Linked DNA regions of Rattus norvegicus: region 1 is linked to region 2. A link is a contact called in public Hi-C data. All regions are on one chromosome and are shown on one strand. Each heading gives the region's core, a stretch centred on a gene start, on an enhancer-like site or on the middle of the called end of the contact. The rest is flanking DNA. Distances are from core to core; before and after follow the strand shown. Region 1 has its middle 66 kb from the start of Lin7a. Region 2 holds the start of Acss3 (acyl-CoA synthetase short-chain family member 3).

What was found. Hi-C and Micro-C count contacts between places; a contact is called where the count stands out from the background.
Region 1: a contact with region 2 is called in a Hi-C map of liver, with 2.4 times the contacts expected there. The contact joins the enhancer-like site here to the promoter of Acss3 in region 2. A contact is called at or near these places in 2 of 12 Hi-C or Micro-C datasets (kidney and liver).

The regions. Positions count from the first base shown.
Region 1 is chr7:44,405,018-44,409,438 of GRCr8, forward strand. No RefSeq gene overlaps it. Among named protein-coding and RNA genes, the nearest start is that of Lin7a, 66 kb to the right of the region's middle. Within about 2 kb of position 2,559, at least 4 of the 93 cell types and tissues checked have an H3K27ac peak or open chromatin away from gene starts, as enhancers often do. A contact at or near this core is called in liver, where this site is marked.
Region 2 is chr7:44,333,878-44,338,086 of GRCr8, forward strand. Acss3 (acyl-CoA synthetase short-chain family member 3) reads right to left here and starts at 2,807. Exons shown (of 16, transcript NM_001414941.1): 1 at 2,443-2,807. The coding sequence starts at 2,741.

The DNA.
Region 1 (4,421 bases), core at 1,309-3,808, 71 kb after region 2:
CCATCTCTCCAGCCCAGGAGTTATAGAAAGGTCTGAAGTAGCTGAAGGGGTTTGCAACTCTATAAGAAGAACAACAATATTAACCACCCAAATTCCCCAGAGTTCCCAGGGACTAAACCACCATCCCAAGAGAACACAGGGATAGACCTATGGCTCCATCCGCATATGTAGCAGAGGATGGCCTTTTTGGGCATCAATGGGAAGAGAGGCCCTTGGTCCTGTCAAGGCTTGATGCCCCAGTGTAAGGGAATGCCAGGGCAGGGAATTGGAAGGGAGCGGCTGGATGGGTGAGGGAGTACCCTTATAGAAGGGGGTGGGGGGATGGGTTAGCAGGTTACTAGAGGGAAAACCAGGAAGGGATGACATTTAAAATGTAAATTAGAAAAGCCAACAAAAGGAAAAAAAGAAAAAGAAATGATCCTCTCTACCATCTGGGTTCTAGAGAGAGAAATCCTCAGACTGTGACAAGGGCCTTTACTGGTTAAGCCACCTTAAAGCTGAGCACAGCTTCAAGTTCTGGATGATTTACTTCAAAATTAGTGTGTACATAATAAATGATTCCAAGTAAATTTGATTTATGCCTTCATTGTTTGACAGTGCTTAACTGAAATACCTGCATGACCAGAAATATTCTTGCTCTAAGCCTGATGACTTTTATTCTCCTGATCCATCGAGATTCTGAAATAGAAAGATGCCATTCTCCTGGGAAAAAAATATAAATGCTGCTTCACCGTCCCTTCATTCTCCTATGTGGCTGTAATCTCCCATTGTTAATTTCCAGGAATCATGACTAAACCAACTTCCCAGCTCTATAATATAACACAATCCCCAGGCCGAAGAAGATGGTTACCATGAAATGAAGAGTTTCATAAATGTATAGTGACTGTGCTAAGTGCCACAAAGTGCGATAGAAAATGAGGAGGAGGCTAATGAGCCACTTGGAGGAGAGCTGCCTTGGAAGGGAACAGTGAGGTTTTTAAGGGGTAGCTAATGATGAAAACCTAACCAAACTAAGACTGGTAGCTGTGGGTACAGGGCAGAAGTCCAGTTAGTGCGTGTAATGAAGGTCAAAAATGAAGCGCAAGGGAATATGCAACACGGCCATCTGCTGACATTCATTAATCTTTCCCTCTCAAAGTTGTGAAGTTGAAAAGCCTTCCAGGAACCCCCTCACCTGGCAATGCTGTCAAGAAAGCATTCATGTCACCTGAGAAAGACAATAATGAAGAGAAAAAAATGCCTTCAGGTTGCTTCAAACACCAAGACATATGCAAAACTCTGCCTTAGAAGTGTAGAGTGTTTTATTCTCTGGGTTATTCCATCTTCTATTAAATGAAGAGAATAAAGGTTTATTTCTGTAGGAAATAAATCCAGAGTTTTTGAGAACCAGAAGTTTCCCATAAAACTACCATCCACAGAGCTGAAAGTATATTTTATTTTAGGGTACTGTCCTCGTTTCTTTGGCACTTTAGTTTAATTTAGGTCCTGGGTATGAGTTTATTTTCACAAAGGTATTTATAGAGAGAAGAGAGAGAACCTTACATTTGAATTTCTTCAATGCCTTGAAGCAATTAGACCTTTCCCAAAGGAGCAAACTACAATCCCATGATGAGATCCTGAGGATGAACTAGCCAGTAGGTACCCTGCTTAGAATAACTGGGCAGGGAAACTATATTGTATCATTTTGTGTCCCTTTGAATGGACAAATAAAGTCCCTAACCCTCAACCTGTAGTCAGTAAAATGGGATCAATACTTAAGTGTAAATAAGATATACAGAATACATACATGAAATGTTTGGTGCAGTGCCTAGCCAATACGCACTCTATCAATCTTAGCTGTCAACTTAGCCAATGCCAGTGCTGTAGAGGAAGAGAGGAATGTGTTCACAAAGGTCCAAGGGAAGTTTGTGTATTCATGTTCCAATTTACATAAAACTTATACATACCTATGTGATCCACTTTAGCAATTTAATTTTTTTAATTTTTGAGATTATAATTACATTATCTGCCCCCCATACATATTCTCCCTGTAAATCCTCTCTTATACCCCTCCTCCACTCACTTCCATATTCATTGTCTTTCATATTTCTATTCATATTTCCTTGTTACACACACACACACACACACAAACACACACACTCCTAAATGTAACATATTCAGTCAGTACAATGTTAGTTGTATGTATGTTTTAGGGGATAACCAATCAGTGTGCTATTCCCAGGGGAAGACTAGCTCTCCTCTTCTCAGCATTGCTTAGCTGCCTGTGGTGTAGGGTTGAGGCTTCCAGAGCTTTCCTCCTCCGATGCTAGCATTTCTATTAGTGACTGCTGCCATCCTTGCTCTACTCATGTTCAGGCGGTGTTTGTGAGATGTCATGGGTGGAGTACTGATTCTACTAGGAGTCACAATGTCCTAGCAAAATCTTTGCTCCTCTAGCTCTTATAATATGTCTACCCTTTCTTTCATGTGTTATTTTCTTCTCGTTGAGAGGGTTGAATGTTAACTTAGAGAGCTGCTGTCTGGCCACTTTATTGATTGCATCTCTTTGGACTGACCTTTAGTTTATTTCAAAGACCATCAGTGAATTGAGCAAGAGTTAAATCTCTCAGCGAAACAGGGTCGGGGAGAGGAATTGAAGTACCTTTCTGGAAGATTCTCCTTTACCATGCTTTTTAGCTTCAACCCAGTTGCACTGTTTGAGTGGACATGGTACCTGTCTTCCACAATTAAAAAATGAGTGACATCCTGTTCAGAATGCCTGAACACAAATGTGTTTTCATCACCTTCAAATTCCGTGATGTCCACAAGTTCCTGTCCTTAGTCCTCTTTGATCAAATATTTATGACAGTGTCTTTTTCAAAGGGTTGTGACAAGGCTTCAATTAAATTATAGTACACTTGAATTTTCCAGAACAGCGTAGTACTGTGTACATGCTTAAGAAGTATTAATTCAATGCAATTACGTTACAAAGTAGAGGTTCGTGTATGTATGTGCATTCTTGTGTGTGTGTGTGTGTGTGTGTGTGTGTGTGTGTGTGTTCGTGTGCACGAGCGTGTGCAACCCTATGTGTATGCAGTCCTATGATCATGTAAAGGTCAAAGGTCAACCTTTGATTTCGTTCCCAATGATTCACCCAGCTTGTGCTTTAGGAATGTCCCATTGCTTTCAGCTGGCTAACTGTTGGGCACCAGGAATCATCCATCTTCTCCCACCTCCCCCGACAAAGGTTACAGGAGTATGCCACTATGTCTGGCTTTTTTATGTGCTTTCTGGGGGTTGAAATCAGGTCTTCATATTCATGCTTTAAGCACTTTACTGCCAGAGTCATCTCCCCAACCTAGAATATAGGATTTTGATGATATTTCTCATGAATCTGCTATCTCATTTCTTATCCTGTAATGCCTGGATAAAGGAGTTTTTCAGGGTGAAGAGCTGATCTATCAATTTTTATTTAAAAAGCAAATTTACCAATTTTTGTTTTAAAAGCTGCTCTATCCATTTTTATTTAAAATAGAAAGCTAAAGTTAGTGTTGTTGCCAAATTTCCAATCTTCAGACTTATTTGCAGTAATATTGTGATCTTAAATATAGTTTAAGAAGAAAAGTATACCAGTATCCACTACAATGAGAAGCTTCCCTGATCAAGGTTAAAAGCAGCTCCAGACTATGGAAATAAATATATATTTAGAAAAAACTTTGACGAACACAATTATTTAGCAAAGCAACAGCAATTAAATCTGCCCAAGGGCTAAATTTCTCAATATCCATGGGTTTTGACAGCTCTTCCATTACCAGGCATGAATTCTGTCCTGTGGAACAGATTGCAAATCCAAGCACGAAACAAATTGGTTATCCTACTCCTGCTACTACCATACCACTGTGCACATCATGGTATGATCAGGACACACAGCATACATACCTGAAATTTTTAAAGGATAAGTAAAACCTATTATTTTTAAAAGGAAAGAATTTTTTTACCAAAAAAAGAGAGAAAGAAAGAAAGAAAGAAAGAAAGAAAGAAAGAAAGAAAGAGAGAGAGAAATAAAGAAAGAAAAAGAAAGACAGAAAGAAACTGTGCATTTGATATTTTAAACAGAAACAAACTAACTGAGCCAAGAGCTATTTGAGTAGGGCTGGCAGATGAGGGGACAAACACAGAACTCACTCTGCCTTCGTTTCATTGGCTGCTGTGAGAAGTCTAGTATTGTTCCGGCCTCAGAGGAATCTTCTCTCCATTCTCTCTGATCACCAAAACAACAAGAGAATAATTGCCCGGGTTTTTGGTTACAAAAGAGTCACAATCTGTTGAAACCCACATGGATTCACTCCTGGACACAGAATAACAGTTTCTTCTTGTCTTCGACCTTTCAAAGCTTTTGGCCTCCGCTTGGTAGATTCTAAACTGGAGAGAGGCTGGCAGAT
Region 2 (4,209 bases), core at 1,557-4,056:
TCGGAAAGACTGAATCAAACCTCTGAACTTAATGAGACTAAAAAAAATTATTATTCATTTTGATCTTCTAGGATGGCTTGAAAGAGATGGCGTGACCCTAAGAGTACAAAGATGAAGAAATGAGGTGCAACGTGAGACAATGCTAGTGATCTACAATGTATTGAAACGATTTACACACAAGGACCTTTTCCAGAAGTTAAAAGCAGTATGTTACTTGCCCAACGTTTAGAAAATGTCGACTAAAAGTTAGAGTTTAAAGAAGAAAAATCGTTCTTTGGAAGGAGCTCCTACATCTTAATTCGCCTTCTGACACACACATTCATTTTTTTTTTATTTTCGTTGCTATTTCTGGGCCTTCACTGACCCACACTGGGCCTCTGGACTCACTTCAATCTCTTCCTCTCCCATCTCTTCTGTTGCCAAGACTTCTTTGGCTATCTTCTGTTTTCAGTTGTAGTAAGTCCAGTGACCTCTTTGTAAAATTGTGTTAACTGCATTTATTGTGTGTGTGTGTGTGTGTGTGTGTGTGTGTGTGTGTGTGTGTGTGTGTGTATGCCTGTGCACAAAGCATTGGATACAAATATCCAAAAAGAAAAACAAGAACAATAAAAATCTTTGGAAGTCTGTTCTCCCCTACTAGCATGAGAGTCCCCAGGATTGAACATAAGCTGTCAATATTGGCATCAAGAGCCTTTACCCACTGAGCCATCTCACCAGTCTCCAGTGGCCTCTTATCTGAAATCTTTGCATATTGGTTTTGTGGTAAAGGTAGCCACCTAAGACTGTTAAAGAACAATGATTTATGACAGATACACAAAACAGTGAGCTTTGAGGAAAACCCACTGTGATAATCTCTGCTACAATCTGAAAGACCCTAGAAGACCTTCCTATTCCTACATGATTGTAACGGGAAAATAAAAAGATAGCTTTCCCTCTAATAACAATTACGGTCTAATCCACAGGGTTACTCCGCTTTAATTCTTCAATCAGCTAATCCTCTGACTAATGACTTGATTTTGAGAGAGAGAAAGAGGAAAAATGAAGCACTGAGATTAAGTCATTTGACTGTAAGCCCAGTAACTAAGGGAATAAGAACACAAACCAGTCAACGCGTTCCAGAGAGCAAACACGGTCATTCCCCCATTGCTATAGTCTCACTGCCTGGTTCACTGTCACCACACAGAAGTGAATGGATCAAATACTACTAGAATAATAAATTGAATTGTGGTGGGGGTGGGGGGGCTATATTCACATTTGAAAGAATCATTACGGAAACACCCCCACAAACAAAACCATTAGGGAGCAAGGCATGATGGAGACACAGAACAGACTGCTCCCAGTTTCCTGACAGGTTCTCTGCTGTGAGAAGAAAGTCATCCACTAAAGGGCCAAAGGACATCTTAACCAATGCATCGCCCCCATCTGCTAAGTAGCTTTCTTTTCTAATTCCAATTTTACCGAGAATATCATTTCCTAATAACTAGCAGATGGGAGCGACCATATCCTTAAAGTGCTAGGCACCTAGAAACTCTGCGTAGTTTTCCAAAGACTGTAGGCTTCGCTCTCAATAGCCTAAAGGTCTTTCCTACAATGTCTTGTCCTTCGAACATAAAAACAGTGTTCGAGAAGCACAAGGCCCTGGGTTCGGTCCCCAGCTCCGAAAAAAAAGAACCAAAAAAAAAAAAAAAAAAAAAAACAGTGTTCAAAAGTATTTATAATTGAAACCTATAATCGAAATGTCAAGATGAAAGCTTTCTTCCTACCATGACTCCTAAGGTCACCTGTCCTCCATCAGCCCCCGGGCAATACTTAAATTTCATGTAAAAAGCCTATATGGTACTCCGGGCTATCTGCCACACTATTTAAGCCTCTTACCGCAACTCCTTTCTCCCATTGCTCCAGCTAACACAATTACAGTGTCAGTTACTTCCGGTTGTCTTCTACCCCCTTGAACGTTGATAATGAGATCACTTCATCTTTGAAATGATAAGGTTTAATCCTTCCAGAGCTTGCTCAGTTACCTTTTACTTCACCGCTCTCTCGCCCTCCCTCCCCACAATAGGCAGGTCCATAATTCCCTGGGTCTATTACATACTCTGTATTTGTTTACACAGTTTCTCCTCTTACAGTCAGCAGAGTCCTTGCATGCTGAGCCTTTGTTTTTGTAAGCCTTTGTTTTGGTCACTCAACATCCCCACTGCCAAGCAGGGCCTCTGCAAATAAATCTCGTAGGTGAAACTGGGATCACCCTAGATAACGGAGAACTTCAAAGGAGAATGTAGGACAGCAAGGAGAACGAAACCATCAAACAACAGAAATAGCTGAAGGCATCGTACATTTTGATTTCCTTTCTTATTAGAACTTTAGATTCCTATCCCAGACCTTCCAGCTTTGGCATCCAAGAAGTTAGGAGATACTAGAAATGACTAAGACATCACTCACCAACTAGTGGAAGGCGGGTATCTGTTCTCTAGTGTTTTGGTCCAGGGCTTGTACCAACTGATCTGCTCAGCAGCTTTACCCCAGAATCTCTCCGGGTCAGCCACAGAGGCTGCAAAGTGGGTCTTGTACTCGCCACCACCGCTGCTTGTGGTCAGAGCCCTGCAGCCCCTGCCCCCGAACCCGGCCACCAAAGCCCTTCGGGCCACACCAGCTCCTCTTACTGAAGGGGATCCTGGCAGAGGTGCCCCAAGCGTCCCGGCGCCTGTTACTTTGCGACATTGCAACCAGGAGGGCTTCATACTTTCTTTCTGTCCCTAGCTGCAGGCGGAGCAGCTTGCTATCCCAACAGCGGTGGCACTGCCCCTGAGGGGGAGCCTGCAGGAGGCGGAGACTAACCTGGAGGTGAATTCCCACTAGCCTAGAAGTTTGGAAGTCAAACTGAAGTTCGCGATAAAAACCGACCTGGAGCCAGGAAGAAAGCAACAGGCTGGAGCAGAGACCTGGGAAAGGGGGGCAGAAGTCTACCGGGGTTAACTTGCGTCAGCCCTAAATTCAACTCTTACACACATGACAGTCACTTGTCATTTGACAGTGTTCTCCGGACTTAGATACACACAAAGACGCCCAGAACAAGGCCAAAGGGCTCAAAGACTTATTTAAAACAAAGCGTGTATATCTCTGTCCTAAAACGAAGTCACGGAACTTTGGACATTATAGTGAGGCTCTGGGATATTGTTTCCCTTTACTCAGTATCCCTTCGTTTAAAATTCAACTCTCAAACCCTAGTTATTAAAACCACAAGCAGCTCCAGGGCAACTTTTGTTCCAGGATTTCCTGGCAGCCTGGAGGAGGCGTGGAAAGGTTACCGAGCGGGGGTTGGGGGAGTGTTTCCAGAAGTGATTGACAGGGCTGGCCACTAGAGACCTGAAGGCACCTGCCTGTCCACAGGATTTAGACGCAGGAACACAAAGAACTTCGAACATTTCGTCCCTTCTTATTGCCCTTCGGAGTTATTCTGACTTTCTCAGGGAACACATGGTTGTGAGATTTCTTTGGGGTAATAGAAATATTCTTAAATAGAATATGGTAACCACTCCATAACTCTGAAGAAACTAGAATTCACTGTCTGTCCTGTACGTACCCCTCAAGAGGGTGGATTGTGTAATGCGTGGGTTACGTGTCAGAAGGCTCTTCTCAAATCAAAAGATGAAATGATTCCTAGGAAAGACGAAGCCCGGAAAATTCAAAACACACTGGTGCGATGGTTTCCTGCCCGGTTTCACCACTCTTCAGGTTCTGCCTTCTGCCATACTTCAACGAAATCTTTTGCTTTAATATCGTGCCAAATGCACTCTGTCGTAGTGTCACAATATTTGAAGCTTTACATGGGTAGATAATGTATCCCCAAGTCTTGGGTGAGAAATGGTGGAATGTTCTTGACCCTATAAAGGATCATAAATTAAAAAGCAGTAAACAAATGATCCTGCAGGAAGAAAATGATGTGGGGATAAAGGCTAAACGGTACAGGCATAAATCTACTGCAAGACAGAAAATAAAATGACTGTAAGTAACCACCCCAGCTATTTTCCTTAACTGAGAAGCAAGACTCCACATCTTTCCTACCCACCCACTTCATATTATATTGTTTTATTTATTCCTCCCAACCTTCTTAGAAGAAGACTGTCATCACTTAAATCAAAATCCATTCAATCTCTTTATCCCTCCTTGCTTCTACACCACGCTGCCATCTGACATACACATTTCCTG